5 separate regions of the Mus musculus genome follow, and regions 1, 2, 3 and 4 are each linked to region 5. The links are chromatin contacts, called in public Hi-C and promoter capture Hi-C maps. All regions are on one chromosome and are shown on one strand. Each heading gives the region's core, a stretch centred on a gene start, on an enhancer-like site or on the middle of the called end of the contact. The rest is flanking DNA. Distances are from core to core; before and after follow the strand shown. Region 1 holds the start of Wdr41 (WD repeat domain 41). Region 2 holds the start of Zcchc9 (zinc finger, CCHC domain containing 9). Region 3 holds the start of Dhfr (dihydrofolate reductase). Region 4 holds the start of Ankrd34b (ankyrin repeat domain 34B). Region 5 holds the start of Jmy (junction-mediating and regulatory protein).

The links. Promoter capture Hi-C pulls out the DNA fragments that hold promoters and counts their contacts. Hi-C and Micro-C count contacts between places; a contact is called where the count stands out from the background.
Region 1: a promoter capture Hi-C map of liver shows a contact between it and region 5, with 3 times the contacts expected there. The contact joins the promoter of Wdr41 here to the promoter of Jmy in region 5. A contact is called at or near these places in 1 of 39 promoter capture datasets (liver) and 1 of 484 Hi-C or Micro-C datasets (muscle stem cells).
Region 2: a contact with region 5 is called in a promoter capture Hi-C map of pre-B cells, with 4 times the contacts expected there. The contact joins the promoter of Zcchc9 here to the promoter of Jmy in region 5. A contact is called at or near these places in 1 of 39 promoter capture datasets (pre-B cells), 2 of 115 datasets of contacts at active chromatin or transcription factors (the 230-238 cell line and differentiating embryonic stem cells) and 1 of 9 other capture datasets (liver).
Region 3: a contact with region 5 is called in a Hi-C map of muscle stem cells, with 7 times the contacts expected there. The contact joins the promoter of Dhfr here to the promoter of Jmy in region 5. A contact is called at or near these places in 5 of 39 promoter capture datasets (erythroid cells, hippocampal neurons, liver and 1 more), 2 of 484 Hi-C or Micro-C datasets (CD8 T cells and muscle stem cells), 4 of 115 datasets of contacts at active chromatin or transcription factors (the 230-238 cell line, embryonic stem cells, large pre-B cells and 1 more) and 1 of 9 other capture datasets (liver).
Region 4: a contact with region 5 is called in a promoter capture Hi-C map of stem cell-derived epiblast-like cells, with 3 times the contacts expected there. The contact joins the promoter of Ankrd34b here to the promoter of Jmy in region 5. A contact is called at or near these places in 3 of 39 promoter capture datasets (the C10 cell line, pre-B cells and stem cell-derived epiblast-like cells).

Annotation. Positions count from the first base shown.
Region 1 is chr13:94,973,919-94,978,690 of GRCm38.p6, forward strand. Wdr41 (WD repeat domain 41) reads left to right here and starts at 2,426. Exons shown (of 14, transcript NM_172590.3): 1 at 2,426-2,671; 2 at 4,552-4,667. The coding sequence starts at 2,621. It overlaps Gm41024 (a long non-coding RNA gene), which reads left to right and starts at 4,679. Exons shown (of 2, transcript XR_873814.1): 1 at 4,679-4,772.
Region 2 is chr13:91,806,298-91,811,212 of GRCm38.p6, forward strand. It overlaps Zcchc9 (zinc finger, CCHC domain containing 9), which reads right to left and starts at 1,399. Exons shown (of 6, transcript NM_145453.2): 1 at 1,313-1,399.
Region 3 is chr13:92,351,770-92,356,707 of GRCm38.p6, forward strand. It overlaps Dhfr (dihydrofolate reductase), which reads left to right and starts at 3,014. Exons shown (of 6, transcript NM_010049.3): 1 at 3,014-3,575; 2 at 3,881-3,930. The coding sequence starts at 3,490. Msh3 (mutS homolog 3) reads right to left here and starts at 3,234. Exons shown (of 24, transcript NM_010829.2): 1 at 2,994-3,234; 2 at 1,456-1,573. The coding sequence starts at 3,131. It also overlaps the pseudogene Gm19308.
Region 4 is chr13:92,422,806-92,427,378 of GRCm38.p6, forward strand. Ankrd34b (ankyrin repeat domain 34B) reads left to right here and starts at 3,164. Exons shown (of 5, transcript NM_175455.4): 1 at 3,164-3,396; 2 at 4,271-4,415.
Region 5 is chr13:93,498,389-93,503,490 of GRCm38.p6, forward strand. It overlaps Jmy (junction-mediating and regulatory protein), which reads right to left and starts at 1,420. Exons shown (of 11, transcript NM_021310.3): 1 at 1-1,420. The coding sequence starts at 918.

The sequences.
Region 1 (4,772 bases), core at 1,176-3,675, 1.5 Mb after region 5:
AGGCTTTCCCTCCCCTTAGGTTGTTTCTTTGGGTCACAGAGATGCAGAAAGCAACAGAGTTTGGGAGTGTTCTCTTGCACAGTGCACTCAGAATGAATATGAATGGTCACATCAGCTCCCAGAGTCCTGGCAACTTGAACGCACACACATCAAGTATCTCCTGAGTAGAACACGTAGCCCAGTCTCATTTTTGCCTGAGCCTTTTCTGCTTTGTCCCTAGAAGGCAGTACTTTTTGTGATTCTTTATTGCATCTTACTTGGTATGTCCATATCCTATATATTGATTCACTGGATGGGACATCCCTGCAGGTAGCCTCCTTTGAGCCTAATAAATACATATACAAGCACACGTGAGAACTTTTACAAATACATTTGTAATTTACAATGTTAGAACAGTAATTCTCAGGTCTTGCTACTCCAATGAACGCACTCCAAACTTTGATTTCTTTTTTTTTTTAATTAGGTATTTATTTCATTTACATTTCCAATGCTATCCCAAAAGTCCCCCACATGCTCCCCCATCCACTCCCCCACCCACCCACTCCCACTTCTTGGCCCTGGCCTTCCCCTGTACTGAGACAGATAAAGTTTGCACGACCAATGGGCCTCTCTTTCCACTGATGGCCGACTAGGCCATCTTCTGCTACATATGCAGCTAGAGACAGGAGCTCTGGGGGGTACTGGGTAGTTCATATTGTTGATCAACCTATAGGGTTGCAGATCCCTTTAGCTCCTTGGTTACTTTCTCTAGCTCCTCCATTGGGGGCCCTGTGCTCCATCCAATAGCTGACCCTGAGCATCCACTTCTGTGTTTGCTAGGCCCTGGCATAGTCACACAAGAGACAGCTCTATCTGGGTCCTTTCAGCAAAATCTTGCTAGTGTATGAAATGGTGTCAGCGTTTGGAGGCTGATTTTGGGATGGATCCCTGGATATGGCAGTCTCTAGATGGTCCATCCTTTCGTCTCAGCTCCAAACTGTGTCTCTGTAACTCCTTCCATGGGTATTTTGTTCCCAATTCTAAGAAGGGGCAAAGTGTCCACACTTTGGTCTTCATTGTTCTTGAGTTTCATGTGTTTTGCAAATTGTAACTTATATCTTGGGTATTCTAAGTTTCTAGGCTAAGATCCACTTATCAGTGAGTACATATCATTTGAGTTCTTTTGTGATTGAGTTACTTCACTCAGGATAATGCCCTCCAGATCCATCCATTTGCCTAGGAATTTCATAAATTCATTCTTTTTAATAGCTGAGTAGTACTCCATTGTGTAAATGTACCACATTTTTTGTATCCATTCCTCTGTTGAGGGGCATCTGGGTTCTTTCCAGCTTCTGGCTATTATAAATAAGGCTGCTATGAACATAGTGGAGCATGTATCTTTCTTACTAGTTGGAACATCTTCTGGATATATGGCCAGGAGAGGTACTGTGGGATCCTCCGATAGTACCATGTCCAATTTTCTGAGGAACTGCCAGACTGATTTCCAGAGTGGTTGTACAAGCTTGCAATCCCACCAACAATGGAGGAGTGTTCCTCTTTCTCCACATCCTCACCAGCATCTGCTGTCACCTGATCTTAGCCATTCTGACTGTTGAGAGGTGGAATCTCAGGGTTGTTTTGATTTGCATTTCCCTGATGATTAAGGATGTTGAACATTTTTTTCAGGTGCTTCTCAGCCATTCGGTATTCCTCAGATGAGAATTCTTTGTTTAGCTTTGAGCCCCATTTTTAATGGGGTTATTTGATTTTCTGGAGTCTACCTTCTTGGGTTTTTTATATATATATTGGATATTAGTCCCCTCAAACTTTGATTTCTATGTGCCAACTAGAGATTGCTTTTCCTAGTCTACATTTTCAAAAGTGTCCAGGTAATTTTTGATACGAAGCCAGGTTGTATAACCAGTCGTGTAACTATTAAGAAAATTTAGAGGCTGACATAGAATGTTTGGAGCTAGAAATGTCGCTCCATGTTTCAGCAGCACAGCCAGGGAACGGATTCCTTCGCTTTATACTTCCTGCTTTGGAAGACAGTCCAGGCAATGTGTAAGAACCGGTTTTGAAGTTTACCGAGCAAGTCTTAATTCCATCATGGCCACCTGCTGGCTTTTATCTTTAGACACATTACTTAATCTTTAAGCGGGTCAGTTTCTTGGTCTGTAAAAAGGGAGGCGTTAGGGTTTGGTACAGTCCTTATTCTGTGGCACACAATGTTGGCTGCTTGGTGTACAAGAACGCCACTAGATTCGTCCAGGAGCAGAAGTCTACTGCAGGCACACCCTCTCCATCTGGCTGTTGGGAAACCAGGAGACTTGCTAGTGTGTTTAAGGGGCGCCGTAGCTACACAGGATTTAGACAAGCGCTGGTCCTGCGGCGACATGGCCGCAGCGCACGCCCACTAGGGGGCGCCCGAGCGACCTGAGCTCTTGCGCCAACCGCGCGGCGCCCACGCGCGTGCTCACTGGGGACGCGGAACCTCCGCCTCCGCCGTCGCGGCCTTCAGTGCGGGCGCCCCAACGAGACTTCTGTTTTCCCGCTGCCTCGCCCCAGGCTCACTCGGCCGCAGCCCCAGCACCTGCGCCGCGGCGGCCCTCGCTCCGTGGGCCGCGGACGCCCCGGCCCGATGCTGCGCTGGCTGATCGGAGGAGGCCGCGAGCCGCAGGGCCTAGCCGAGGTAATGCGCGGGGGCCCGGGGGCGGGGCCGGGGCGGGGCCTGCGGCGAGCGCCGGAAGCGGCTGCTCAGGGCCACCTGGCCTCTGCTAAGAAACTGGGACTTAACTACAAACCAGCAGGAGTGACTGCCACTCTTGATTTATTTGAACCGATAAGTCTTCTCAGCCGGGACTCGAATTTGCTTAAGGAACGTAAATTTAACTAGTTGCTTTCCGAGAAGCTAAGTGAGAAAATGATTTCTGTTTATTTAGTACATGTATGGTCTCATCGTCACATTGAAAAAATAATTTTGTCACCTTAAAAATGTTGACATCTGAAATTTACTTCATGTGCCACACAACAATTTGTGTTACACTTCCTTCCTTATAGGAAGCATTTTACAGTTTGGATTATTGCAAACTTGGCAGTTTTAACTTCCTCATAGCTTTGACATTGACACGTGATTTTTTTAAATCACTTATTTTATATAATTTGAAGTCCTTAGGGTTATGGAAGAATTGTGGATTATTGAATGGACACATAACATATATTTGACTATTTGCTTATTTAGTGAATACACTATTTTATTCAGTTCTGTCATACCTGGTAAAACTCTCACATAATTGAGTGACAGCTAGAAAAGAGACCAGATAAATGCAAAACCATCACCATGGGATAGCATGCTGGATCTTACGTTTTCTTTTCCACACAAAAGTACTTCAATTGTGTAACTGCCTTGAATATGTACACTATAAGAGCTGGTGATTTTTCCTAATGAATGAGAGAACATTACTTATGAATTACAGTCAGCCTTCCAGTCTAAGTGATTCTCAGTCCTGGGGTAATCTTGTCCCCAGAGGATAGTACAGTGTCTACTGTTGGCCATGGGTAGGTGTGATGGGGGCACTGTGTATAGAAGAAGGATGCTGCTGTCTATCCTAACACCCAGGAGAGGTCTCAGGAACAGAAACTTAACGTAGTCCAAACTCGCTTGTCAGACTTAAGAAACCTTGGTTAAGAACAAAGCTTCTTATGGTGAAATTGTACTGAATTTGCCTCCAGAAAGGGGGCCAATTGAGACTTCCCCTGTAGAGTTAAGTTACGAGGTGTGTGTCGTTAGCACAGGCTGCTGTGCTGCCTTCTGGAGGACTCTGCATGCAGGACCTGTCCCCCAGTCTTGTCGCCCAGAGGACACATGAGTCTGCTTTCACTACTACATTTAATCATTAAAGCAGACATCTGAGTGCTTGCAGTGGGCTGCGTTTGTCTGTATTTGATTCATTTAGTCTGCAGCTTTGTTTCTAACAAAGCGTGTGTGTGTGTGTGTTTATGTGTGTTTATGCGTGTGTTTCTGTGTGGGAGTGCACATGTTGAATGTTTGAGTGTATGCATCTGTGTTTGCATATGTCTGTCTGAAAGCATTGTGTTTGCATGTGTGTAAGTATGCGTGTATGTGTGAGAGAGTATGTGAATGTGTGTGAGAGAGAATGTACATGATAGCTTGTAGGGGTCAGTTCCTTTCCTTCCATCATGAGGGTCCCCGGGACGGAGCTCAGGTCATCAGACTTAGTGACAAGTGCCTTTACCTGCTGAGCTAGCTCCTTGGTCCTAACAAACTTTGATTGAGAAACAACAGTTGAGTTGATTGGCCCAGTAGTTTTAAAGTCGGGTTTATTGAGACTCAACAAAATAAAGTTTACTCTTTACAAGTTTATTGTGGTTTGAAAACACCAAAGGTTTTGATAAGAGAAATACTTCCATGTAGAACTGGTATGTATTAGCATTAGAACATAATATCTTGTGGCTTCTAAAAGCTTTTGTTCTTGCATGGATACTGTGCAGTTAAAATCATTTTATGCTTATGTTTTGTGTTTTGTGGGTTTTTTTTTTTTTCATTACAAGAAAGCTGCTTTGCAGACAATAGGAGAGGACCAAGGTCAGAACCCCTATACTGAACTGCTGGTACTGGAGGCTCATCGCGACATTGTCCGCTTCCTGGTGAGGCTCGATGACTTCAGGTAAGAGGCTTACTCTGCCCAGTGGTCAATGCTGACAAAGACGATTTAGAGCATTTTATGTTTAAAACAACTTCAAACTTAAATTATCTTTTGTAAAAACTTTCA
Region 2 (4,915 bases), core at 149-2,648, 1.7 Mb before region 5:
ATGCTGTGTAGACATTTTTCTACAGTATTTTGGCATTGAACAGAGAGGTTCTACTTCAGTTGAAGAAAACAACATATGCTTAGTTAAAACTAGAAAATATTTTGCCAGCAAATGATTTTTAAGTTAGAAATCATATGTAAATACTGTAAATGGTCCTCTTAAACCCTGCCGTCGTCCTGGCCATTTCTTTTCCTACCTTTAAACCAGTCTGCCTTCTCCCAATCTGCTTGCTTAGTTTGCCATTTCAATGCAACTACTTGCAAAGCACATTAGTAAACATACACAAGTCTTGTCCTTTCGTCTGTCTTTCCCCTGTAGATGTATAAAGGCAGTCTATAAAGTGTCTGTAGTCACATGGCAGTCTTCTCTTATTTAATGAGGGTGACTGCCATTTGCAGTCTAATGGTTTTAAGTCATTTTCTTTTTTTTTTTTTTTTTCGGTTTTTCGAGACTGGGTTTCTCTGCGTAGCCCTGGCTGTCCTGGAACTCACTTTGTAGACCAGGCTGGCCTCGAACTCAGAAATCCGTCTGCCTCTGCCTCCCAGAGTGCTGGGATTAAAGGCATGCGTCACCACGCCCGGCTTTAAGTCATTTTCAATGAACCCATTTTAGTGATCCAAATTGTAAAATAAACTTCACATTAAGAAATCTTGTTTGTTTACCTTTAATAAATGCATAATTAGAGATTTTCATTTAGAATGCAGATGTAAGCAGTTTTAAAAGGAGTGTATTTTAAGACGAATTATTTGGCTCCAACATAAAATTGAGTATTTTACTTTGCATACTACCTAGCAATTCTGAGAACAGTTTCTTTTTCTTCTTTAATGAATGAATACACCAGACACAATCAAAGGATTATTTCAACTACCGAGTTGCCACTTTCAGGGCAGCATCCAGTGTGCCAGGCAACTTAAAGCCTTGGCACCAGGAGTCTGCAACATGCTTTCAGGGCCGGTGAGTGACGCTGTATGCCACTTTACAGTGCACCGGTCCCCCGTCACCAAGAGGGCGGATCCTCCTCCCGCACACCCGGAATGTGAGACTCTGGGTGTCTGGAGGGTGACACGGGACAGCCGGACAGCCCTGGTGCCCCCGCACGCGCGGCATCGCTTCTCCATGCCCGCCCCAGCACTGCGACCCGCGGGCACCCTAGCAGGCCTGCGGGGCCCGCTCCCAGCAACGGAGCCGGCGATCCGACAAGCTAGCTCCCGGGCTCTGCCCTCGCGATCTCCCGCAGGAGTCCGGCCCCAGTCGGCCAAGGTAGCACAGAGGCGCCCACGCCTTAACCGGTGGTACCCGCGTAGCTCCTTACCGGGTCTGAATCCTCCAGAGCAGCTGAGACAACGAACCAGAGAAGCCCGGCCCCGGATGAGATCGCGGCCATAGAGACCGGAAGTGCACCGTCTCCACGCGTCACTTCCGGCAGGCCAAGCAAGGGAAGCGTGAGGTGTTTGTGGGTCTTAAACTGGGGAAGGTGGCTGGCTTGTGCCAGTTTGTGGGTCGTGTAGTGTTTGTTTGTAAGGGCGCTGCACTGGAGTCCCCGGACACAAAGATAATGAGCGCCCAGTCTGTGCGGTCCCAGAATGTGCAGTCTAGATGACGGAAGGACTCTTGGGAGGAAGGTCTTCCTTACACGGTCCTTTGAATTGGACAATATATTTCAATGAATTTGAAATAGTAGCGAAATAGTGAGAGAGAGAGAGAGAGAGAGAGAGAGAGAGAGAGAGAGATAGACAGAGACAGAGACAGACAGAGACAGACAGAGAGAGGGGGGGGAGAGAGAGAGGGAGAGAGAGAGAGGGAGAGAGAGAGAGAGAGAGAGAGAGAGAGAGAGAGAGAGAGAGAGAGAGAGAGAGAGAGAGAGAAAGAGAGAGAGAGAGAGAGAAAGAGAGAGAGAGAGAGCCGAGGCTCCGCAGTGTCAGCGCACCAAGAGAGTCGCTGAGATGCAAGTCTGAAGAGACCTTCGGAGCACCTATTGCTTCTGAGTGGTACTTCATGATTGCCCTGCCTGGCGTTAATTCACAGTTGGTGGCCGGAGTTCATTTTTCAATAAAATTCTAGTCCTCCGTCCTATTAGTGCTCCCCCGCCCTCCCTCGCTCGGGAAGCCTCCCCCAGGTTTGTTCAGTGAGAAACGGCATGGACGTACACATTTAGTCCTCCATCAGGCTCTGTTTATTTTGCCTCTTAAATATTTGATCCACTGCCTCTTCTCGCCTTTTGTCTCTACTGACTGTCCCGTTCGTTCCTTGTCTCAGCTTTCACTGTGTTGGCCCGAATTTTTGCAGCTCATCTGGGCAGACGTTTTTGCCCAGATGTTTTACACAAGTGAACTTTTGAAAATATAAGTCAGAGCGCCAGATCCAATTGGTGTCTTCCAGACTAAACCCCTTCCATCTTTTCTCAATGTTGAGATGATATTCAAACTCTGGAAGAGCATTTGTTACAATCTCTGTCCTATTTAAGCTCTGTACGAAGGGGCCTTCTCCCATCTTCTTTTTGTTTAGCACCAGGATTTACATACGCTGTTCTGCTTACATAATACTCTGGTTTCTTTAATTATGTTCTGTTTCAAGTCTTCCAAGATTTTATTCTTATCTAAGCCTCTGAAACATCCTCTCCCAGGCCATGCTTTTTGATTCTTTTCACAGAGGATTGTATAATAAGTTTTACTGTATCCTGATTGCCTCTCACATAATTGATCCCCATTCCTTACTACATCCGTTAGCTGGATAAAGAGTTAAAATGGGCCCAGTTTTCCTTAAATGGAAAATCAGTGTCAGAAAAATATTGTGATTTGGTATAGTAAATGCCACAAATATCCCAGAAAGTTTAAAAATACAAAACAAAACAAAAACAAACAATCCTCTAGCTGTTGGGAAATGAACTGCTTAAAAGATGGGTGATGGGAGCCGGGCGTGGTGGCGCACGCCTTTAATCCCAGCACTTGGGAGGCAGGTGGATTTCTGAGTTCGAGGCCAGTCTGGTCTACAAAGTGAGTTCCAGGACAGCCAGGGCTATACAGAGAAACCCAGTCTCGAACCCCCCCCCCCCAAAAAAAAAAGGGTGATGGGCCGGGTGTGGTGGTGGACGCCTTTAATCCCAGCACTCCCAAAGCAGAGGCAGGCAGATCTCTGAGATTGAGGCCAGCCTGGTCTACAAATCGAGTTCCAGGACAAGCAGAGTTATACAGAGAAACCCTGCCTCTAAAAACAAAACAAAACAAAACAAAAAGAAAGGTGTGTGATAATGCCTCTTATAGCTTAGTGACCTCAGCCAGCTGTCTCCAATACTAACATTTTAACTAAGTGTGAAATTTTATTTTCTGTTGATGCCTAGCCTTGAATATAATATATACCACTAGATGGCGCATTCAACAAAAATGGTGTCCTTTTAATGCTAAATTTCCTTGAAGATCTGATTTTTGGAAGTGAGGGAACACTTCTGTTTTGATGATTAGTAGTTGAGTAAACAAATCATATACTAAGTCCTCAGGATTCATGAGGAAGCGTTAGTATTCCTACTAGTAGTAGCTACTATTTACTGAGTACATCTACCCACTATCCTGGGAGGTAGCTATTGCTTTTTCCATTGAACAACGAGGAAATAAGCCCAGAGAGCTAAAGTCACTCAAGGTCACACAGGCAGTAAGAAACAAAATGAAACTTTGAACCAAGAACTCAGTCTGTATTTATGTACTCTTCTGTTTTGAAATACTGCAGAGCATTGTCTGCTTGTAATCACTTAAAATATGCTTTATTGAGTTATCCATGCCAATGTAAGACTTAGGGTGTATATTGCTTATAATTCAAGAGATTATACTTTTATTCTATGTCTCTTTTACTTATTGATATAAATATATCATTTCATGACAAAATGTAAGAAAGATGTTAAGTGAGGAGCTAAGGGTTTCATTATCAAGAGACATGCTTCATTTTTTATATTCATATTCATGCCCTCAGAGATACAATTCCAAGTGTGCTTTATTAGTCTCCTCGCCATCTTTCAATTCTTTAAAAAAAAAAAAAAACCACGATTAATCATCATATAATCATCAGGCAAGGTCTTTAAGTAACATTGCATCTATGCTCAAGGAGCTAAGTAAATGCTGAAGGTGATTTCGGCAGTTTGGAAAAAATGTTGTAAATGGATCGTGAGATGCTCAGTCTCTGTTTAAATCTTTATGTTCTGGGGATTGAAATTCAGCTAGCATGGCAAGTGGTTTGGCCATTGAGCCATCTCCCCAGTCCTGTTCTATTGTCTGAAAATACCAAGGGTTCAAAGTGTATCTCAGTTGTGGAGCACTTGCTCAGTTCACAACGACCACCTCTCCCAACATTTGATCCAAAACCACAGAGAAAACTATGCATTCACATTTTGGTAGATACCACCTAGTCATCTGTTCAAGCTTGTACCGAGGTATTCACTCAGAGGCAATGCACGAGAGCAGCTAGATTCTCATCCTCACCTGAAGAGCACATTTACAAACTCGAGCTGTTGCCAGGCAGCCGAAGGTGAGCATGACCTATAGCTGTATGCAGTGTCTGTTCATTTACTACAAGGGGGGTTGAGCTTGTTGCTGCTTCTGAAAGAAAGATGAAATTTCAAGACCTGTAAGTCATATAAAGTACTCAGAAATTGCTGGTTGTTTGTGAGCCTAGAGGCTGCCTGGGGCTGAGAAAAAAGAAAAACAAACCTGGGTATGCCCCGTAGTTAAAACATTCCTGGGAACATCTTGACCATAAGATAAAGGGGAATGTGAAGACATAACAGGGCTATCTGAACTGAGTCAACAACTCACAGAACTCTGACACCCTGCACGTACATGTAATTTTTCTGCTGATGTTTGAATAAGCCAATAGTGTGTCGCTATGCTGAACTTCACACCCCTAAGCCCCTTACCCCATAAAAACCCTT
Region 3 (4,938 bases), core at 1,764-4,263, 1.1 Mb before region 5:
GAGCTATGCTCTGACCTCTACACATATATGGCTCCCATGCACAGATGCGCGCGCGCGCGCACACACACACACACACACACACACACAATAAACACACAATAAAAGAATAAGCAGTGCAATTTTAATTTTAAAAAGCAGAACTCTAGTGGAACTCTGCTTCTTGTTTCTTTGCGTATAATGACAGACAGGCCAGGTATATGAAGCTAGACAGGGAACTGATGTATAGTCACTAATTCAGTACACAAGAGTCACACCCAATCCTTAGAAAAGCAAAAAGCCAATTCAATTGGCAACACAAAATGCTTAAGTCTCAGAATGGGGCCACCATGGAGTCTGGAAAGCTCTGAAATAAAAAGAACTGATTCAAAGTAAACTGAGCCTACATTCTTCTCACCCTTCAAGCTCTGAGAGCCTTTCTCCCACTCAGCACGGACTAGAGACTTCTCTGGAAAGGTGTAATATGCAGAATTTCTGGTTATAAACTATCCCAGGAAAATGATAAGAGCCAAAGCTGACTGGATGCAGAAATAAAAGGGATGAAAAAGTCAAAATGGTAGATGCAGGAGACAAGATGGTCATGAGCAGGGTTAGAGGTATAGGTCATGAAGAGGCTCTGTTCACCAGTACAGCTCTTGAAGTCAAACATGAAAGAGTTAAGATAGATAATAAGAAGGCTCGCTGGGGCAGGGAAAGGTGGCGCACACCTTTACTCCCAGCACTTAAGAGGCAAAGGCAGGTGGATTTCTGAGTTCGAGGCCAGCCTGGTCTACAGAATAGCCAGGGCTATATAGAGAAACCCTGTCTCCAACAACAACAGCAGCAAAGGCTCATTGGGGACTGGAAGAGAGCTTCCTAGGTAAGAGTGCTTACCAACAAGTCTTAGAAGCTGAGTTCAAAGCCAGAACTCACACAACGTAAGGAGAGAAATAACTCATGCAAATTGTCCTCTGACCTCTTTTACCTATGTACTATGACACACACAAATAAATGTGATAAATAGATCATTAGCAAATGTTTCATCTTTATAACCAAGATTTAAAACATAACATGGCAGGAGAGATTGTCCAGTGGTTAGTGCACATACCACCCTTCCATCAGAGAACCTGAATTGCCAGCAACCACATCAGATGGCTGATAACCACCTGTGACTCCAGCTCTCAGAGGATTACATGCCTCGTGCCTATGCAGGCATCTACACTCACAACACACACACACACACACACTCGCAAAACACACATACACACTTTTTAAAAAATACAGCAATAGTGAACAAAAGAGAAAGTTGGAAGAACTACTAAGAGAACTGAGCTCCTCTGTGGGCCTAGCCTCTCAACCAGCAGCTGAGGAGCAGCAGGGCTCCTTCCCTACACAGGAAAACAAAGCTCAGCACTCCCATGATCCCCTCTGCCTTCTGGGGAAGCCAGCAGCTGAGAATACTTAGTCTCTGGCACTCACCAGGGTGGTGAGCTGCTACTGAGATGTTTTCTTCCTCCTTCTCTGGAACTTTCCTTGCTTTTTTCTTAGTGGGCCCACCATTTCCCAGTGACCTCTTCCTGCTGTCACCTTCTGTCACCTGTATCGGGAAGGTTGGAAATGGTGTATTAACACTATTCTAAAGCTTGAAGTCTCTGGAGTTATTTAACCTTGCTGCAGAATGATAGTAAGTTCCTGCCTGCCACTCTACTTTTTACTCTGAAAAGGCTGTTGGGGGTGACTGTTTTTGCCATCAGAGACAGAAACTGGCAGGAACAGTCTCTCATTACCTCACATTCTACTAAAATTATGTGGAATTCTCTACTTTCCTACTCATATGTTAAATAAAATACTTCTACAAGATCAATTTTAAAAAATCTATTTTCAAAATGCAAAATTATAGAAGGAAGAGGAGTAATAAACGACCAATGTATTTCCTGTTTCAAAGCTTCCATTCACTATTAAAAGATGTCCTGAGACTATCTGTTGGCAGATAATCTATGAAAAACTTAAAACTTTTGCCTAATATCCTCTCAGTGGTGAGTGCAAAATGAATCTTAGTGAATGTACAGAAATAAAAAAAAAGCCTTAAAAAGAGAGAGTAGAGCATTAGTCAGTATTGGAAAGAAATATAAATGAAATGGGTTAAGATTCTTAAACTGATTTGCAACTGCAGTAAAATACAGGAGATGCCCGTTACAATCACCTTCTACATCTTCAGTCTGGGAAATGACCGAGGCCTTAACTCACCCTGAACAAGTGTGACACATTGCCAGCTAGTGTGGGAAACATCCTTGGGCCTGTGTTTGTGGCAGTATCACGATGGGGTTTTGGTTTTGTTTCTCTTTGCTTTGCTTTGAACTATCTGATGGGCTGCAAGCAACAGGAAGTAGCCAACTATAAGCATGTACAGAAACTTCATCCATCTAAATGCTTACACTGGAAATCTGTACAGTAAAACGATATTCTGGCACGGGGATCAGAAAGACAGAGCACATGGTTTTGAATTCTGAGAAACTAGCCTTAATGACAGCTTTCTTCTAGTCAGCCAAGCAAGCATATGTAAATAAAGCTCCTCTTCAACCATCAATACAGTAGGGAAAATGTAAAGGAAAGAATGAAGAACAGAGGTTAAAAAACGCATCCTGGGCCGGCCGGCCAGTCCTCGCCATTCACCACGATAGAAGTTTCTGGCTCGGGTTCCGGCTACCGACTGGAAGCACCAAGACCTCAAATCTATTACCGCTGGTCGGGTAAAAAAGTCAACTAAAACAAGGACCAGAAGAAGCCGCCACCTTAAGCCTTCCCTGGCCCCGCCCCTTAGCCCTACCCACCATTAATAAGCTCTCCATAAGGCCTCCGCTTCCGGCCACGACGGCTACGCACCCGCCCCACCCTGACCCCGCCCCTAGCGGTCCGGCCCCACCCCGCCCTCTAGCTCCGCCCCGTCCCAGACAGAACCCGCCCGGGACGGCCTTCGCCTAGGTGGACGCTAGGGGCGCCGCGGAGCCGTACTTTACCTTCTCTGCTGGCTCCGTGGAGGACGCGCTGGATCTTAGGCTTCCCGCAGACCTGAAGAACCGGCTTAGAACCGTTTGCCTCCCCGGGCCTGGGCCGGCGGCAGTAGAGCCTCCCGACGCGGATTTCCCGCGGGGCATTGCAGTGTGCAGAAGAGCCGGCCTGCTAGGAGCGCGAGCGCGCGGCCGCACTTTCTCGCGCCTGCGCGCGCGCACGCCTCAACCTGTGCGGGACCGGCCTTGGGGGCGGAGCCTTAGCTACACAAATAGAATGCGCGGCGGGCCTTGGTGGGGGCGGGGCCTTAGCTGCACAAATAGGATGCGCGGCGGGCCTTGGTAGGGGCGGAGCCTTAGCTGCACAAATAGGATGCGCGGCGGGCCTTGGTGGGGGCGGGGCCTAAGCTGCGCAAGTGGTACACAGCTCAGGGCTGCGATTTCGCGCCAAACTTGACGGCAATCCTAGCGTGAAGGCTGGTAGGATTTTATCCCCGCTGCCATCATGGTTCGACCATTGAACTGCATCGTCGCCGTGTCCCAAAATATGGGGATTGGCAAGAACGGAGACCTACCCTGGCCTCCGCTCAGGTATTGGCCGGGCTGGGCTCGGGAAACTGAGGCGGTTCACTGAGTAGGGTCATGCACTTGGCTTGGACGCGCGGGACGGGCGTGAGCGGTAGGCCTACCGGCCTCAGCCAGAGACCAAGCTACCGGTTCCCGCGGTGATCCCCCTGCTGTGCCAGCCTTTGCTCACAGGCTCCCTGGCCGGGAGCAAAGTCCTGTCCTTGAGCGGGCAGCAACACCACCCCCCACACCCACACCGGACTTGCACCTTTCGTCGCTGAATGGAGCCTGAGCATACATGACGGGTTAACTGTTTCTCTAACTTTCAGGAACGAGTTCAAGTACTTCCAAAGAATGACCACAACCTCTTCAGTGGAAGGTAATGTAGAGTAATTAAGTCATGAGAATTATGTTTGCTTGAAGCAAGATTTACATGGTAGAGGTATGAGTAGAAAGTCTCCCCTGGGAATCTGGGATCTCTGTTTCTTGCTAGAAATTTTTGTGCGATTCCCAGATTTTATTAAACATCCTCTTAGAATACTCTATGTTTGAAATTTTGTTAGCAAGTGCATATAGCTCGAATATAACTGGGCAGAATCGGCAGCAAAATTTAGCACTTTGAATAGAGACCTGAGCCGGTATTTAGAATTGTTACTGAAAGACAGAAGACTTGAGTAAATGGAGAAAAATGCAGGGGAGAAGAGGCTAAAAATAATTTAAATCTGTTGGCTTTAGGAAGACACGGTGGGATGAAGGCTGTGGTCTTCAGTGAGGCAGTCTGGGTGACTGACTTTAAAAGAATGGGGAGTGGTGTGCAATAATTATAAGGCAGTTTCCCATTACTTGTGATTGTAAGGACATTCGCTGTAATTCTTCCTAACAGACATGTTTGCTTATTGCTTATCATTGTAGGAGAGGAGGGCAGAGCTGATGGGAAAAAGAAGTCAGCAGTGTAGATGTTGAACATTAGTAGAGAACATAGTAGGTCACTGTGTAGACAGGTTGACAAATGCCATCTTGGGGGCGTGGCACAAAACATGCACACAAGCCACCTATTCATGTTCTCTACTGAGTAGCCTGGCGTTGGGATTAATGAGTCTGATGGCCAGCTGTGCTGCTCTTTCTACGATGACTCCTCAGTTCTTAGAGGGCACACTGTGAGCAATCTCAGCACAGCAAGATTTGTTACACATCAGCTGCACCTCCAGCTCCTTGCCATTGTGGACCAGAAAGTTCTAGAGCCGCTAGGCAGCATGTGCTTGGCTTTCTTGTTGTTCCTGTAACCAATGTTGGTCATCAGGATCTGGCCCTTGAATCTTCTCTGTACCCCGCTGTCAGTGCCTCTGGGTTTCCAGTTTCCCTTAATTTTCACGTATCAGTCTGACTG
Region 4 (4,573 bases), core at 1,914-4,413, 1.1 Mb before region 5:
TCCTTACCAGGTGTGGTGGCACGGAGGACACAGGGAAGAGTCACACAGCAATCCCTGTTCCTGGTTCCCTCCTAAGAGTACTTTGGAGCCCTGGTGGTCTTGCTGGCAAAACAGGGCTGCAGATCCACCCCTCTCTCCTTCTCAGATACAGCTGCTGCACTGGGTTTAATCACTAAGCTTAAGCTATGTGTCTTGGGCCCTCTTTGGGGACCAGCAAGACAGAGGCCATCCCTTCCTGCCCTTACACCTCACCTTGGCTGCTATGGTAATTCAGTCCTCACAGTTCCTCCATGAGTCCAAGAGCTGGAGGATGAAAAGGGACACAGCCTGGAACAGGGCACTTTCCACTGACCACACACTTTGCCCAAGGTACACATGGAATGTGTTAGCCACTGTCTCCTTGCTGTCCCTAGCCCCACTGTCCCAGGGTTTATTAATGTTTATTAACACTGCCCTAGGAAAAATAGCACAGACTGAGGAGCTTGGGGACAACTGAAAAGCGCCCCTCAGGGTTCTAGAGACTGGGAAGTTTAGAAGCTCAGCATCTGGCCAGGGCTGCTCTTGTGGTTTCCAGCAGTGCTGCTTGCACGTCCTTTAGAGAGAATGAGCACTGCCTGTCACATGTGGAGGATGCCCAGACACCAGCTTACTACCCCCTTAGGCCCTTTCTCAAGGGTGCTAACCCATCCTAAGGGCCATACTCCCATGACTCATCACCTCCCAAGCATTCCATCTTCAAATATTGCAGTTATAATTCAATGTAGCACTGTGGGAAACACATTCAGACCACAGCATCCCATACATTAGATAAAGCAGGTCCGCCTTCTCTAGCCTTTTGCTCAGCATAGGTGTTTCTAGCCCAAAGCAGCCTGGACTCTCATTCTATGAAAGCTCCCAGGAACAGTGGACCAGGAAGGATGACTTCTCAGCATTGCCCCATCTCCTGACCTGGTAAGGACCAGGTCAACAGGAAAATCCTTCAGGCTTCATTACTCCCGTCACCCACCCCCCCCCACCCCCAGACATCTCTTGTCTCTAGCAAATAGCTTCCAGTACTTCAGTGGTGGGTGGAGGAAGCCAGATGATAGCCTGCCAAAGAAGTTCACAGCCTCATTTCTGGAGCCTGTGAATATGTTATGCTATGTGGGGAAAGGAACTTTGTAGGTGTGATTAAATTATGAATCTCGAGATGGCAGATTATCCAAGGAAGCCCAGTGCAAATACAGAGAAGTAAGGCAGGGAGGTCAGAGGGTGGAAAGGAAGCTGAGGGGCGGAGGGAGACAAAAAAAACAAGCCAGAGCAGAGGAGTTAGGGGAAAAGAAAGATACAGAGAGTCAGAAACAGAGAGAGATACACAGAGAGACAGAGACAGACAGAGAGACAGAAAGACAGAGAGAAACAGAGAGAGAGACAGAGAGTGAGACAGAGATAGAGACAAACAGACAGAGACAGAAACAGAGACAGAAACAGTGACAGAGACAAACAGATAGACACAGAGACATCTGAATAGGATTGTGGAGGATGGGACCACTAGTCAAGGAACGCAAAGGGCCTCTGAAAGCCAGGAGCAGGGGAAACAGACGCTCTCCTAAGAACCCTCCAGAATCAACACAGCCCTGCAACTCTGCTGAATTCAGGAACATTAAAGCTGTTTGCACTTCTGACTTCCGTAACTATAATCAAGTAAATAAATTTGCACTGTGTTAAATGTGGTGATTGTCAATTATCAATGAGATTCGTTTGTGAGAGCAATCAATAAAGAACTTATAAAGTAGTGGTGAAAACTGGATAAACTTTGAGGTTTGGTAACATCCACAGAGGCTGAACACATGTTGATGTCATGAGTCACAGTTCCACTCTCAGGTGTACCCCACAAAACTGTGTCTACAGATAGGTGGGCAGGAGATGTCACCTGCTGTGTTCATAGCAGTGTCTGTGGACTTTCCCAAGCCTGAGAATAGCCCTAAATGTCTCCCAGAAGCAAAACAAATTGAGACACACAGACACAATGAACGAAAAGAAGGAGAAAAGCACAGTCATACATAACATATTGTCTGAAGTGTAACAACGAGGGTGTGTGTGTGTGGGGGGGGGGGACCCAGGCAGCGAGACATATTCCCAATGATGTTAGAAAACACACAAGCAACAAAACCGTTCTGTGCTGGCAGAGCCACCAGTCCTCCCAGGGTGCAGACATAAGGGGACCTTTGGGGTTGCTGGTAATACGTTCTGTTGTTGGCTTCAGTTTGTACACAAATCATTAGACTTGTGGTCCACACCTTTTAATATGCATGCTGTGTATATACTAATAAAACTGTTAAAAAGAGATGGAGAAAAGACCCATGCCTTCATAAAAGTTTGCTCTCTCCTTTCTGGGACTCCCCAAAGGTGTGTGAACAAAGGGTGACCCACCCCAGGTAGTCCACCTTCTTAGAGCCTGCTTCTGGTGCAACATGTCCTGAGAATATGTGACAAATGTTTATAAGGAACCATTTCACAGGAATTTTATTTAAGCAGAGGAAGTCTGCCAAAGGGTCTATTATCTTCCCCTTTGGGGATGGAAAAACTACAGACTAGCTTGATTTTAGGCAAGTATGTTGCCCAGGCTGGCCTTGAATTCTCACCTCCTTCAATACATATGAAAAGCTGAAACTATCTCGTTTACATAATTTCCTTTTTTCTTCATGTCTCTGTGGAGTTTAATACCTCAAATTTATTTTGCGAAATTTTGTTAGCTATTCCATTAAGCCTTAATTAGAGTATAATGAAATTATAAATTCATAAAATAAAAACAAAACGGTTGCTCCTACAAACGTTCAGTTCTTTAGTGAGGCTCTGGCTTTACCTGAAGTGGGGGAAGGAACCTGTGAAGGCTGAATCTCAGACCAACGAGATGGCTATGGGATGGAAGGGAACGTGGACGCAGACCCGGACCAAGGGCACGGGGACTAGTGGGGAGGGGCGTCATCTTTCTTGGGCTACCTGGGCTCTGCCCATTCGCTCTCCCACCAGTCGCAGCTGTCAAAGCTCAGTGGCCTGGAGTGGAGACGGGGCGGGGCTTAGGAGCGGAGGCGGAGCCTCGGAGAGCATCTTCTGGCCCCGGGGCCCGGACTGGCCCGCCGCCCCCACCTGCAGCGCGGCGGAGCGCGGGCGCGTCACTCCCAGCGGAAGCGCCAGCCCCGCGTCTGGCGAGGTGCGCGCCTCGCCGCTCCCGCTCCAGCGCTTCGTGGCCCGCCTGTGTCTGCAGGGCAGGGGCGGGGGCCCGGTGACACGGACAGGGGACTGAGATCGCAGTCGCCGCCGAATCGTCGACAGTCACCCAGCTCGGACGGAGCGTCCGAGCAGGAGCCGATCAGGAAGGTGAAGGACCACTGCCGAGCCGACAGCGCGTCCCAGGTCAGTCCGCCCGCTGCACTTGGGGAAACTTTGGGATGCGGTGACAGCTGCGAGACTGAGGCACCGAGGGTCGCGAGGCCGTGTGGCCGCGGTGCGCCCCGCGAACAGGCACCTGCCGCACATTTGACACCGCAGCTGCCAGTGTGGGGACGGAGACCCTGCTACCGCGGACCACTACGGGCCACCGAGGGCCAGCGGGCTTCAGGGGCCTCCCGGGAGACTCCGGCTCGCCCGCGCCCCGCCGCGCGCCTCCGGGTTCCCGCAAGTCCCCAGCTCCGGTTGGCGGCTCGCGCTCGGACCCCGCGGGTCTGCGGATTCCGCCGCCTTCGGGCCTCGCGACGCGGGAGGAGCGGCCCGGGGCCCAGGGCTGCGGGGTGGGAGCCCCGTGGCGGGAGCGGCGCGCACTCGGCCAGTGGAGCGCGCGGGTCGCGGGGTCCGGCAGGAGCGCGTGGCCGCAGGTGCCCGTGGCCGCTGGGCAGCGGAGGTACGGAGCGCGGGCTGGGGCCGCGGAGCCGATTGCAACCTCGGGCTGCAGGAACCGGGGTCGCCGGGTAGGCAGTCCGGTCCCTGCGGCTCCCGGGTGCGCACATCCTTGGCACCGGGCATCCAGACCCCTTCAGCGGAGAGCGGGCTGAGGAACGGCGCCAGCCCGGGCGGAGGACCAGTGCTGCCTGCTCTCTGGCACGCCATCTCCCCAGCGAGGGCCGAGTGCTAGGCTACGCGGGGACCACTGCCCAGGGCCTCCCGGCACAAGCCTTTTTCTTGGGCAGCTGCCTGCCCTGGCTTGGAGTGGAGGCGACGAAATGAGCACCCCGCCCCCATCCGCGCCCCAGCGCTGTCGCCCCAGTCACCTTCCTTTGCCCTTCTCCGACAGCACCTTGGACTTGCTCTCTCCTGAACTGGGGAAAATCTGAGGAAACCAGGCACGGACCTTGGAGACACGCCGCCTGCACACTCAACAGTCTGGAAATCCAGCCACCTTGGTACCTCGCCGCTTCCCAGACACTTTGGAGGAGCAGGTTTGCAATTTCTACCCCCATCCTCATCCCCTCCCCCGTCTCTGTCTCTGCTGAGGGAGGGAATCTTCTGAAGAGAAGATGGGATCTAGGCACCCATAACCTAGCCCCAGGAGGAGCTCATGGGAGCCAGCCTAGCTTTGTAGCTATGTGAGGGAAAC
Region 5 (5,102 bases), core at 170-2,669:
ATCATCCGTCTCGGTGAAAAGAACCTGAGAAAGGATCTTCCAGCCACACGTGTCCAGGCCGTGGCCCAGGTATACCTGGAGTTGGTAACATAGAGCGTCGATCTCCTGCTCGGTCATCTCGGGGGCGCCCCCAAACAGCACCGTCCACATGCCTGACGGCTCTTCGGGGAACACCGGCAGACACGGCTCCAGCTGGGAGTTTACCGAGCACAGCTGCTGATGCACGGCTCGCAGATCCTGGAAGGAGAAAAGCCCGGCCCAGCTGCATTCTTCGGCCGGAGACTCCAGCTCCGCGGCAGACGGCGGCTGCTCCGAGTCCGGGAGCGGCTGTGGCGCCTCGTCCTCCCTCACCATTTCCAGGACCTCGATCTCCTCGGAGACCGCCCCGGAGGCACTCACCACCCGCACCGACGACACCGGGGGCACCGGGGGCGCCGGCGGGGCTGGCGTGGCACTGGCGGTCGCATCTCGGGATTCGGCGCTTCTGCGGAGCGGGCTGGCCTTAGCCCGCGCGGGGCTACGGAGAGGACTCTCCGGTCCTCTGCCCGCGGGACCCCGAGGAGGATCCCCCTTCAGGCTGCGCGCGCTGCGCGGAGAGCCGCCCTCGGCCCAGGCCTGGCTTTTCCGTGGCCCGGGACTCCGGAGCGCTGCTGTAGCAGAGGCAGCGGCCTCTGACCGACCCCTGGCCGCGGGGCTGCCCGGACCGCGACTCCCATCAGACGCGGGCGTCCCCGCCTGTTCCCGGGAACCGCTCCTCTGTCTCTGGGCCGTCCGGTTGTGACAGGTTATAGCAAACTTGCCTTCGATCTCGTTCCAGGCCACAATGAACACAAACTTGTGCTTCTCGCGCTCGTCGAATACGTGGGGCCGCACCGCCACCCAGTCGGACTCGAGTGTCTCCTCCAGCGCGAACGACATGGTAGCTCCGGTGCCCGGCGAGGGGGGTCGCCCGCCCGGCCGAGTCTCCGCGGTGGCCGCGCCCCCAGCTCACCCTTGCGGGGCGCCTGCAGCCATCTTAGCGCGCCGGCCGCTCACCCACCGGCTCCTTTGTGGTGCGGCTCTCAGAAGAGACAATACGCGGCCCGGAGCAGGTAGTTCACATGGTCACGTGCGGCCGGATCTGTTTACAAGCCGCTCGCTGCCGCAGCGCAGGGCCCTGGGCCGCCGGACCGGCCTGCGCGGAGCCGCGGGGCTGCGTGCTGAGGCGCGCGTCCGCCGCTCGCCCGCCGGGGCCTACCTCCCCGCCGCCCCTCTGCCCCCGGCCAACAGCGCCCAGCCAGCCAGAACCAGAACCAGAAAGCAGACTCCTAAAGCGCTAGTCTCAGCGTCGCCACAATGTTGCCATTCGGCTGTGACGTCTGCGGCTCCACGAGGGACGTAAACACGGGCACGTGCGGCACGCTGCTGACGCGGCGGCGGCAGCAGCGGCAACGGGAGCGGCGGCGCGCGTCCCGCCCGCCCGGCGGCGCCCCGCCCCCCTCCGCGTCCCTCCAGCCGCGCCTGCGCGCCGCCGCGTTCCTGGCCCCAGCCCTGCCCCCTTTTTCCCGGCCCGGAGTCTGTGGCTGCGGGATGACGCTTTTCTGCAAGATGAGAGACTGGTGTGCCCGGCCGCACAGGTTGCTTTGAACCCCCGGCAAGAGGAGCAAAGGCAGAGGGACTCTGAGACTTTGTTCAAGGACCTTGATGTAGCCCTCCTTCACCCTAAGTGAATCTGGATCGCCAACTGTGTTCAGACGCGTCCTAAACAGTCCGGGAACTCTGCCTTGCTTTACAAGGCTAAGCCAAAGGGTTCCATTCTCCCCTGACATCCTTCAGACACAATTTAAGTTAGACATGTATGCAAAACAACTCAGGAGAATACGAAAACAGTAGGAAAATTCAGTCACGTCCTAAAGAGCGTGAACATTTGTCTCAATTTATCCTTCTTTTATTGCTTCGGCTTTCCTCGTTGTGTACTGTTCTGAGAATCTCTTTGGGCAGTCACTGCACTAAAGTTTTGACATTGTATTCAGTTATCAGAGTTCCCAGAAAGCACAAACAAAAAGTTTTTATCAGCCTGGCAAGGCAGTGCATAACTATAATCCCAACACTTGGTGAGTAGAGGCAACCAGATATGGTAATTCAAGGCCAGCAGGGGCTACAAAAGACCTTGTTTCAAAAACCAGCCAGAAAAATCCAATTATTCATACTAAATTGTGTTGAAACATTCCTAATATTGTCTAGTAGGTTTATAATCCACTTTATATTATTGGCGTCATCTTTCCTGTCAGTGTCTAAGGCATCAAGCAGGCACTAATGTATAATAGGAATTAGTTCTTTTACTTTAAGCCACATTTCTAAAACGTGTGAAAATCATCTGAGTCACCCTCACGTTGTCAGCTACACACAGTTTTGTATTGGCCTGACATCTAAATTGATAGTCAAAAGTTTTAGACCTATCTCTTGGCTGAACTTTTTTTTTTGTTTTGGTTTTGGTTTTTTGGAGACAGGGTTTCTCTGTGTAGCCCTGGCTGTCCTGGAACTCACTTTGTAGACCAGGCTGGCCTCGGACTAAGATATCTGCCTGTCTCTGCCTCCCAAGTGCTGGGATTAAAGGCGTGTGCCACCACCGCCTTGCTGAACATTTTAAACTTTAAACATCTGCTTTGAAACCCATGCCTACTCTTGGACCAAACACACACACACACACACACACAGCAAGATTCAGAAAAAGATAAAAATGACTTCAACCTTTTGGAATTCTTATAATGAGCTGCATATTTTCAAAGCTTGTACATATGTGTCAGCTCTTCCGTGCAAATCAAAAGCACCTTTGAAAACGCTGGGAGAGACCCAAGTATGGTGGCCCACTCCTTTATTCCACAACTCAGTAGGGAGAGACAGTCAGATCTCTGGGAGTTCATAGCCAGCTGGTCTACAGGGAGAGGGAGAGGGAAGAGGGAGGGAAGGGGAAGAGGAGGAAGAGGGGAAGGGAGAGGAGGGAAGGAGAGGGAGAGGAGGGGGAGGGGAGGAGAGGAGAGGGGTCTGGGGTGTTACTCAGTGCTTGGGGTACTTACAAAGCACTCATGAAATCCTGAGTTCAATTTCCAGCAACACAAAAATAAATAAAATGCTAAAGGAAAGAAACCCACTGCAAATTGGAGTCTTCAGCAAGTAACGTTACAGAAAAATTGTCCTTTTGATAAAAAGATAACTGCTTAGTTTTTTTGTTTTTTTGTTTTTTTGTTTTTTTTTTGTGATAGAGTTTGAAATCACCAGCTCTCTTTATTCAATACATTTATAAATCTGCAGAATGCAGGCTAAATATGCCTAAAAGAAATCAATGCCAGGCTTGGTAGCTATACCTCAATTCTACCATCTGGGAGTCTGGGGTAGGATTGCCTCCTGTAGTCAGCCTGAGCCACAAGGTTAGTCTACCTCACACAAAACAGAGCAACATTTGATGTACATGGATTAACTGTCATACCTATCTACTGCTATAAAATTGTGACTTATCACAAACCACGGAGGGGAAACGGGTTCATGTTTACACAGGTGTTAAGTATTTTCCCCTAACATACTTGCCACTGTGCTTTTTCAAATGGGAAGTCTCGCTGTTTCAAGTTTCCCCTATCTTAGTCATTGTTAGCCGACAAATGAAAAGAAACAAGCCAAATTCCCATGACATGTTACTGTAGTGCTCTAGCATTCTCTATTTAGGTCCATATCTGATTGTTGGGTGTGTAAGTTACTCCCTGGGAAGAGGTAAAGCGACAAGAAAAGCACGAACACACCATGGCAACTTTGAAAAGGCTTAGAAACTATCGAGGATTGTTTGGTAATCTGGGAACTATTTTAACACTTTGGGCCTTTTAACAGAAACTCTAGTCGTCTGTGATGTTCAAGAAGCCTACCATTCCCTATACAATGTATCCCCACAATGCCATGCAAGGTAGGTATGAAGGGAATGAGTAACTTTAGCTTTGTATGTGAGGGAACAGGAACCCTGGACACTTACAATCAGCCTCAAGGGGAGGAAAGTGAATGACAAGTTCAGGGAGCAGGTGCTAAATTCACTGACAGCCACACTAGATTTTCCCAGAAACAGACTCTGGAAAGAAACTGGGAGACTTCAAGGCCTGGCAGAGCTAGGGGAAAGTGAGATATGAAAAAGAAAAGAGATCTCAGTAGGATTTGGTGCCTTGCATAGTGAAGCATGTTGAACTACAGGACAAAGTATGACTCTCAGGGGTCCATCTCTGATGGACATAGTGAAGCCTTGCTTGGTCATTGGAGGCCCACCCTGAGGAAAGCATGACATGAAACTTGAAATTGGCTCAAGAAGACCGTAACTACTGAGTACTGTCAGTTGATCAAGTCTTACAGCTGGGGTCGACCCTTGTTTTTGTTGCTTAGTTAATTTTGAGTCTTGTTCAAAGAGTCTTACTTCTTAGCTGAGCCTGGTCTTAAACTTGCCCACCTCCTATCTCAGCCTTCCTGAGATGATGGACGTAAACCACCATATCTTCCTCTGGTAGCTGTGAGGAAGTGAGTCTTTCATTTATCTATTTATGTATGTGCTTATTTATTTTGAGGCAAGATCTCTCTATATCACCCTGGCCAGCCTGGCCTGGCCATGTAGACTAGGTTATCCTCTCACTCACGGAACTCCGCCTCCGCCTCCGCCTCCGCCTCCGCCTCCGCCTCCGCCTCCGCCTCCGCCTCCCAAGTGCTGGGCTAAGAAGCATGTGCCAATCTTGAAGGAGGACTTGATTTGAACATCTTCATATCTACCACAGCACAGCCCTGTGTGTCACATGACTGTTTCATAAACACATCTGGGGAGCTGCTCTCCCCAAATACTAAGCCTCATGTTTTGAACAGAAATTTTTATAAAGGAGGTTAGGGCAAGCTACAACCTCTATGACTCCAATTGCTTTCATGGACATACCTAACTTATTATCTTCTCCGTTCTGCATTCTAAAGTCCTCTGCTCTCCCTGCTAGCATCAGGTGCTCACCTGGTTACAAGGTCCAAAATCCTCATTCTTGAGAGGTCTGAATCCTGATAATTTTGCTCATATATCATTACTATCATTACATCACCATACATGTTATAATTAG